Linked DNA regions of Mus musculus: all the other regions are linked to region 2. A link is a contact called in public Hi-C data. All regions are on one chromosome and are shown on one strand. Each heading gives the region's core, a stretch centred on a gene start, on an enhancer-like site or on the middle of the called end of the contact. The rest is flanking DNA. Distances are from core to core; before and after follow the strand shown.

Region 1 (2,700 bases), core at 25-2,524, 390 kb before region 2:
TCATCAAAAGAGACCTTAGGGAGCCAAGCTGGCTTCCTGACCTGCTAGAAACAGCAGGATGAAAGGGGTCCATCCTTTCCAGAGCAGTTGTTTGACAGCACTGTAGGTTCCTGCTCTCGCCCTTCCTACGAAAGACTTGTCTACACTCCTCGGGAAGTTTTTAACTCTGTCCTGGATAGAGGGGTTTAGAGAGGGTGTGAGTATAGGGAGATGCGGGTGGGAGGCCAGAGCCACTGCAGGGCTGGAAGCTTGGGAAGCCAGGTGTCTGTACTTACAGCTGAGCCACAGCAAGCTCAGCCCAGATACCAGGTACCACGCCCGGCTAGAAGAAAAGAGGCAGCCACCCATCACCCTATACCCTCAGTTAGCAGGAGATGCGGGATAAACTCAGGTGAAGATGGTGAAGCAGATGATAAAGGTGCAGATGAGTTGAATGGACGCATAGGGAGAGTATAGGAGAAATGGACGCAGGTTAAGTGTAGGTGACTGAGGAGGTCCGATGATGACGGGCTACAAGTGTTGGGAGGAGAGCCGAACTCAGGTGACCAGAGGTGGGCACAGGTGACTGGAAGCGGGCAGAAATGATAGGAGGGAGCTCAGGGAAAGGGAGGAGCACAGGTGACGCAGCGGAAGGAAGACATAGGTACGGGGTGGTGGGTGGGTATAAAGGTGACAGGAGAAAGATAGGAAGTTAGAATGAAGGGGAGGGAACATAGGTAAGGAGAGGACAGAAAGGAGGGGAGAGAACGCTGGTGGCGCGAGGGAGACCTACAAGAGGAGAGAGCAGTAGGGTGACAGAGCAGGAGGTGACAGAGGTGAGAAGATGGGGAGCAGGTGAACGGGTCTCAAGTGATGCGGGGCGTCGGAGTCAGTCTGCAGCAGACCCAGTGGGGTGCTGGAAGGCCAACATGCGTGAAGGGTCCGGGAAGAAACTATGGGACCGTGCTGGTCTACGCTGCGCTCCTGGGTCCAACGCGCGGCGCAGCACCAGGGAACCGCCCGACCACGCACCGTGGACTCTCGCACTTGGCTGTGGAAGTGCTGCTCCCGCGCCGACACCTCGTCCTGCCCTTCCATCCTCCTTTCATACCCACCGCAGGGCCGCCCGCGTCTGCGCGCTCCGCCGCACCATTGCCCGCGGGCGGCGGGGCTATACAGTCTCTCGTGGCCGGACAGAAACGCCACCTAGACCGCAGCAGGATCGGAAAACGCCGCCTGAGCTCAGGGAGAAGCGGTTCAAGATACAAGAGGCGGGGAATGGCCACAGCCTGGGCGGGGCTTGAGGTCGGGGCGGGACTTGTGCGTCACTCTGAGAGCGCCGTACGTCAGAGAAGAGCGCCTCTGCGCGTGGGGCGCTGGGCCGAAGGTCGCTAGGCGCCTTGGAGAGAGACTGGAGGAACGGGGGCGGGGTTTTTAGGGTCCTGGACTGAAGTGGCCTTCTGACGCGTGCTGCAGCAGGACATAAATCTCGGAGCTGGGCCTGAAGTGTTGTGGTCCAGCCTTGTTAGTCATTGCCCAGAGTAAGGGCGGGCCGAAGCTCCAGGCAGGGGATGAGGTCTAGAGGCGGAAGCCCTGGTGCGAACGGGATTTGGAGATCCGGGCACAGGTGCACCCGCCCTCACTTGTTTATTGAAGCTTTTGGATCACCCCGGGGCTTTTGGATCACGCCTTGCTCCACCCTTGTTCTCAGAATCTGAGTTTAGCACTGGGCTCGACCAACCTTAAAGACCTAGGGCCTACTACGGAAAATTTCTCTCCCAAGCAAGTGCAAAGCGGGAAAGCCGTTGCAGCTTAGCACTCTGAAGTCCTTCTGCCTCTGCGGAGATAGGAGAGCCGCTGTCCTGGAGAACTGAGATAGCCTAGGGCCCCCAGGTCTGAAGATGGGCTCTGATGGTTAATGATCCTCTGTAGGCCTTAAACAACGCCCTTGATATGAGGCACGACTAAGTATGCCAACACAGCCATTTCCCTTCATTATGCAATTTTTGTTTTAAAATTGGAATTTAAAGGAGTATTTGGTTGGTTGATTTGGATTTTCTAGACAGGGTTCTCTATGCAGTCCTGGTTGTCCTGAAACTCAAGAGATCCGACTGCCTCTGCTTCCGGGGAGTCATGATTAAAGGCCTGGGCCAAAACAGCTGGAATTAAAAGGATTATTTGCAATTTTGATTCTGGGTTCATTTGGTAGAAGAGCCTGGGGAACCTGAGTCTTGCTCCCAGCGTGTGTTCCCGATACAGCAGGCTCATCAGTCAGCAACAACGTGTCTGAATTCAAACCAGTTTGCCTTTGACGTGTCTTTAAATGTCTCAGCCCTAAAGAACAAGGAAAAAGACCTTTTTCCTGGACAACCGCGTTCTGGGAGCTAGGTTAAATACCCACCTGAACTGATCTGGATGATTCCTGGGCTAATCTGTCCAAATCAAAGGATAAACACATCAGCTTTTGAGGTGTGTAGCTCTGGGGCAGATATTCCAGAAAGTATTTCACATCTTTCCAATTGAATACTGCAACCATTTAAACCCTTACATTTCTGTTGCAGGGCTATTCATGGAAGCTTACCCAGCTTTCATTCAGTTTTATTTGTTTCATTTTCTTTGGCACTTTTAAACTTAGCCAAGATAACCAACTTCAAAAATGGACACCACTCCCCTGCCAAGCACTGTAAGACTCCAGGGAGCCTTAGCTTACCGAGGACCCCC
Region 2 (2,700 bases), core at 114-2,613:
GATTATATATTTCTCTCAGGAGGCACGTAATATAATAGTTCATGCACTCAATGTAAACTCAAGAGCCTGTCTGATTCCTTAAAGCTGGAGTTATAGGTGGTGATGAGGTGGCTGCGGTGCTGGGAACCAAACTCAGGCCATCTGGGAGAATACAAAATGCTGGAGAGCCAGCTCTCCAGCCTACTGACAGCATCATATTCTGCGAGAGGCTGCTTTTAGAAAGATTAATATACAAAAAGTCTCCTTTCAGCCAGCTGGAGGTGGCACATACCTTTAATCCCTGATTTTGGAAACAGAGGAAGGCAGATCTCTGACTGAGACCAGCCTGGTCTACAGAGTTAGTTCCCAGTTCCAGGACAGCCCCGGGTTTTGAGAAACTTTTTTTAAATGGAGAAACTTTGTCTCAATAAAACAAAAAACCAAAACAATACAAAAAAAGTCTTCTTTCTACCAGTTTCGAGGAAATAGATCCTGAAATTTATCCATTTTCTCTGGGACTTTTTGTAGTAATCGATAGCCCTGATACCCAGAACTGGGAGATAGGTGTCTGGGTGTGTATGTAGAGGATTCTTTTGGTTATTTGAGGTGAGAACCTGCACCTGTGGCTGGCACCGTTCTGTGGCTGGGACACTAATGGTCAACATCCTGTGCTGCTCTTTGTAACCGACTACTGCTCTTCTACCCTACTGTCTGTCAGAGTATTTCATCACAGTGGCAGGAAGAGAGACATACCACTATTGGGGGTGGCCAACCTGCAGATTTACTGCCTCTAGCTTTCCAGTGTTTTGAGTGGTCTAAGCTGACAAGAAATGACTCAGAAAGCTGGCATCTGCCTGGCCTTTACAAGATTCATTTCAGCTGTGTCTGTGTCCTGATATTTTCTCATCATTAATGCTGGTATCACTTGGTTTACAAGGTTTCTGGGGCTGAAAGGGGAAAATGCTGCAGATAAGCCAGCAATCACAGACAGATACAGAGACAGAAGTGGAGAATTCTATTTTGTTTCCATTCCTTGATGAACTATCAATGCAGTAAGACTCAAAAAAAAGTACCCCCCAATTTATTTTTGAGGTTTCAAGGCTGTCTTGGAACTCTAGAACCCCAACTTTAAGACATGCACCTGCCTTTACCTCCTGAGTGCTGGGATTAATGGTGTGTGCCTCCACTGCCCAGCTCTGGTTTGGATTTTAGGAGCAGATTTTTAACTGCTGAGCCATTTCCCCAGCTCCAAAAGAATTTACTAAGTGGCATCTGGTTTATGTCCACCACCTTTCAGCCCTGTTTGTCTTTTTACTGGTACTCATGTGACAGAGGGAAGTGAAGTCTGATGCTGCCTTGCGTTTGTTCCCCATAAGATCTGGCTCTGGTCCTAGAGGGTGCTACAGGAGTGGCCACGGCTGTGGGGTGCAGGGAGTTGCTATGCAGCACCATCTGTAACTAACAGCATTTGGCCCTGGTTATGGGAACAGTTGGTGTTTTTAAGATGCCCATTAATTGCCAGCCCTACTGGTCTGAGAAATGATTGACTATGGGCACCTTTACCCAGGGCTTTTGATGGGTATGAGCAATGGGATTTGTGTGCCACCACATGGAACTGACACGTTAGGGCATACCAACTACACTCGGCTGCTGGAAGTCATTTGGCTGTTTGTCTTGTCCACTGTGACTCAGTGAGTTCAGGATGTTTGTGACACAGCACCAGAAGAAGCTCAACTGGTGCTTTTCATAGTTCTTAACCACAGAGGCAGGGGCTCTACCCTGGAACTCATTTGTGGAACTCAGCTCTTGTCTTAGCATCCTAAATGCTGGGATTGTAAGTGTCACCCAGCTCACCAGTTATTTTCATAGTCACTCCATGTATCTTCTGACCCCAGAGGACATGGCCCTTTTTAAGACTGAGGATGTGACTCAGTGGTAGGGTACTTGTCTAGCCTGAGTTAGAAATAAAATTACTGTCCTGTTGAAATTAGTGCTTTCGGGATTCCCTGGTTTCTAGGTCTCCAGATGAAATGTGACTTTTGCCTACTTGTGCGCTTCCTAACTCTTCTCTACTAATGTCGGTTTCCTAAGATGACCCTGCTGTCACACCTTCCTTCATGCCAGGCTGGTTTTATACATGCCCCACTTGGTTTCTCACTTTCTGGCTGCTCAAGCGTGTCCTCTCACAGATGTCCTCATTCTGTTGTGTTCATTTGAGACCGACAGTGCAGAGTTTGTTTGAAACTACAGCACTAAGTCTAAGAACAAGAACCCTGTGTGCCAGTCCCAGTGCCTGGCACATGTTTTGACGCCAGTGGTGTGACTGACTTCATCTTGTGAGCCAGCAGGTGATACAGACGAAATATCAGGTTGATGGCATTAATGACCTAGTGAAATAGACTTCTTTCTCCTTGTGTACTTGGGGAGGAGCTTATGTGAAGTCAGTACCCACATTCAGCTGGACTCAGATCTGAAGCCGTACCACACTCTGTGACAGTTGCCAAGTCTTTCTGTCTCAGCTTCCGGGCGACCTCAGTGTCTTGGCTGGGGACACTGTCAGATCGTGAGTTTGTTTTAAATTTTCATTAGTTGTTTCAAGGCATATGTTTTCTGGTGTGTTTCGTTCCCCAAGTGGAAAAGAAACATGACCTCATAACCCCGGGTGTGGACCAGTGCTTGACTTGCCTTAGGCTCTGGTTTGGGTCACCAGCATCAAAACAA
Region 3 (2,700 bases), core at 72-2,571, 330 kb after region 2:
GATTGGGGGGAGGGGGAGGGCGTGGGGGGGGTGGAGCGGGGTTTCGGAAAGTGCTCTTACAGGATTCCAACACTACTTAGATTCAAACTCCAAGTGCCGCCTGCCCTCTTTGCTCCTCCCCAGTCTGAGCATCCCCGCCGCTGAGCTTGGAGTAGCGGATGTGAGCAACGCAGCAATCCTGAGTCCGGACTCCGCGAGGCCTTGGCACGAGGGGAAAACCTCGGACACCCACCCGGCCAGAGTCCCATCGGACCTGTTCTCTTTTCCCTAACCATCTCCACCCCGAGCACCCTGTCACCTGGGCGCTCCGGGGGTGCGGGCCCGGCGGGCGGGGCGCGGGGCGGGGATGGGGGTGGGGGCTGATGCCCCGTGGAAGGAGGCTGGCCACGTGACTCCCGAGGCTCAGCTGGGCTGCCAGGCGGGGAGCGCCGCTTCGGCCCAGGAGGAGGTGGTGGGCGCGCAGCCCGAGCTGCGCGGGACTGGCCGTCGGGGTCCCGGGACGGCGAACCCCGGGGAGCGCCCATGCCATGGAGAAGCTGGCGGCCGGGCTGGCCGGGCTGCGCTGGAGCATGGGCGCTTTCCCGCTGGACCTCATCGTCAGCCGCTGCCGCCTGCCCACGCTCGCCTGCCTCGGACCAGGTACCCGGTGTCTAGAGGGGAGACGGAGGCGGAGGATGCGAAAAGTCGGGGCTTCGCTCTGTTGGAGCTGGCAGGACTTACAGGCGCATTCAGTCACTACCCTCCCTGTCCCCGTTGATGGGGGGCTTTGCTTGTCTTCTGGGGCTGCTCCTGGCACAACCGGAGCCCCCAAGTCTGGGAGCCGCTTCTGGGCCCCTCCGACCCCCCACAGGGTTAGTAACTGGCCGCAGGGTTGCAACAAAGTTTTCAGTCCCCCTGGAGCCAGTAGCGATGCTGAGTCTGTGGGCCGCTCTGTCGGTGCACCCCGCTTTCCCGGCGCCTATCGGCCCCTGCCCAGGCCGCACCCCCTTGATCCCTTTGTCTTCCAGCCTCTCACCTTCATCGTACCGCATCTCTTGGACCACGATAGGTCTTTCCCTACCATCCCCGCTAGTCCCTTTTTGGGACCTTTCCTGAACCGTCCTTTGACATCCTGAGGTCTTTTGGCAACGGGCAGACTATCCTCCGGAGAGGCCTGAGTGAGCGGGCCGGCCACCAGGCACCCCCCTCCCACACACACACACCCTTCCCTATCTCAGCAGAGGACCCCCGGCCCTCCCCCACCTCTCGTCCTATTTCGCCAGCAGGTGCGGGTGTTCCGATGATGGGACCGAATATAGGAGAGCCTGAAGGCTGCACAGAGCAAGAGGACTGTAGTGTTGGGGGAAAGGGGAGCTGTTTGGTTGGGGGAGGGGCGGGAGCCGGGGCTGGCAGCCAGGCTGGGGGTTTTGTGTGTGAGAAGAATAGGGGTTTGGCCCGCGTTGGCACACTCGCTTCCCTGAATGCTAATGGGACTCCTGTGCTGTTCTTGGACTGGCAGCCCCTCCTCAGACCCGCAACAGCAAGAACTGGGCACAGTGAGCACCAGGCGGGCCGAAGCAGGCTCAGTGGGACTTCAGTGTGTCCCGGTCCTTTAGGTGGAATACCTGGCAGTCTAACTCTGGTGGGACCTCACTCACTGCTCAGCGTGAGATCCCAGGACTGCGCTTGCAGCTGGACTGTGTCTGCTTGTGAATAGGAAATTCTGCCCTAGGTTCTTCCTGCTCACTTCCCACGCATCTCTTTGACACCCTTTTCTTTGAGTTCTTTTCTGAGCGCTTCTTTATGGCTAGGACTTCTCTGTGCTTCCCTGACACCTGTGCGCCCCATTCCACAGGGCTGCTGGCTTTTGGGGAGGGCCAAGGAGTATGGACATTCATTCATTAAGTGAATGAATGAATGAGCAATAGTGTGGGATGGCCTAGCTGTCTGTGACAGTGTGGTTATTACTGTCGTAACCATTAGAATAAAAATGTATGCTTGAAATTGTGTGTCCTTGGAAGTCCTCTCGTTGGTATGCATTCAGGAGGGGTCCCCTGGTAGGATCTTGAGACTGAGTTGTGCTGTTTGGATGACAAGCATTTGTCTTGTTGGGTGCAGCTGAACTATTGCTGAGGGTGACCCCTGGCTATTGGTGTGTATACCTGTGTGGCTTTGGCCTGTGTCTCTGTGGAGGAGTGGGGGGTGGGGCTTGTTAGATTAGCTCCAAGGAGAGCTTGTAGAGCTGGAGGAGAAACAACAAACCTCCCCTGTGCATATTTGCACTTTAGTGCACATACATCCTCACACCCAGAATGGGAGATCTTCCCCTGAAAGCCCTGCATACCCCACCCATTGTTCACCCCACATAGACATGCTTTATGAAGTCCCCCGCTGTTAGAGTAAACCATTTCCCATTCATTGGGCTGGTAGAAAAATTGTAAGATGTGTGTGTGTGTGTGTGTGTGTGTGTATGCCCACACGCGCGTGTGCACGTGAGGGGGCTGGGAAGGAGACATCCCCACCCCCACTGTGCCCACCAGCTGCATCCAGGATACGCCCCATCAGTCTCCTGGAAGCTGGGCTGCCCCCTCCTGCTCCCCTGGAAACCGTTGCTGGGGATGGAGCCTCTTGAGCCCAGACCCCTCCCAACCCCTGCACCTCTGCCCCTGGGCTGTTTCCCTCAGACTAGACTCCTTCCCCCTCCCCCACTCTGCTTTCCTA

The links. A called contact is a pair of places that touch in the nucleus more often than the background predicts.
Region 1: a Hi-C map of the N1E-115 cell line shows a contact between it and region 2, with 5 times the contacts expected there. The contact joins the promoter of Lmbr1 here to the enhancer-like site in region 2. A contact is called at or near these places in 1 of 484 Hi-C or Micro-C datasets (the N1E-115 cell line) and 4 of 115 datasets of contacts at active chromatin or transcription factors (embryonic stem cells, large pre-B cells and stem cell-derived neural progenitor cells).
Region 3: a Hi-C map of cortical neurons shows a contact between it and region 2. The contact joins the promoter of 3110082J24Rik here to the enhancer-like site in region 2. A contact is called at or near these places in 8 of 39 promoter capture datasets (the 3T3-L1 cell line, HPC-7-derived erythroid cells, cranial neural crest and 4 more), 2 of 15 datasets of contacts at CTCF or cohesin (large pre-B cells and pro-B cells), 15 of 484 Hi-C or Micro-C datasets (B cells, the C10 cell line, the G1E-ER4 cell line and 9 more), 12 of 115 datasets of contacts at active chromatin or transcription factors (the 230-238 cell line, astrocytes, bone marrow-derived dendritic cells and 8 more) and 4 of 9 other capture datasets (adipose tissue, embryonic stem cells, liver and 1 more).

What each region holds. Positions count from the first base shown.
Region 1 is chr5:29,377,116-29,379,815 of GRCm38.p6, forward strand. It overlaps Lmbr1 (limb region 1), which reads right to left and starts at 1,275. Exons shown (of 17, transcript NM_020295.3): 1 at 1,012-1,275. The coding sequence starts at 1,077.
Region 2 is chr5:29,771,493-29,774,192 of GRCm38.p6, forward strand. It overlaps a transcript of Dnajb6 not described here. Among named protein-coding and RNA genes, the nearest start is that of Gm5129, 37 kb to the left of the region's middle. Within about 2 kb of position 1,364, at least 94 of the 459 cell types and tissues checked have an H3K27ac peak or open chromatin away from gene starts, as enhancers often do. A contact at or near this core is called in the 230-238 cell line, the HL-1 cell line, the HPC-7 cell line and 9 more, where this site is marked.
Region 3 is chr5:30,104,765-30,107,464 of GRCm38.p6, forward strand. 3110082J24Rik (RIKEN cDNA 3110082J24 gene) reads right to left here and starts at 1,322. Exons shown (of 3, transcript NM_001256263.1): 1 at 1,243-1,322; 2 at 299-650. The coding sequence starts at 595. Garem2 (GRB2 associated regulator of MAPK1 subtype 2) reads left to right here and starts at 432. Exons shown (of 6, transcript NM_001167879.1): 1 at 432-639. The coding sequence starts at 528.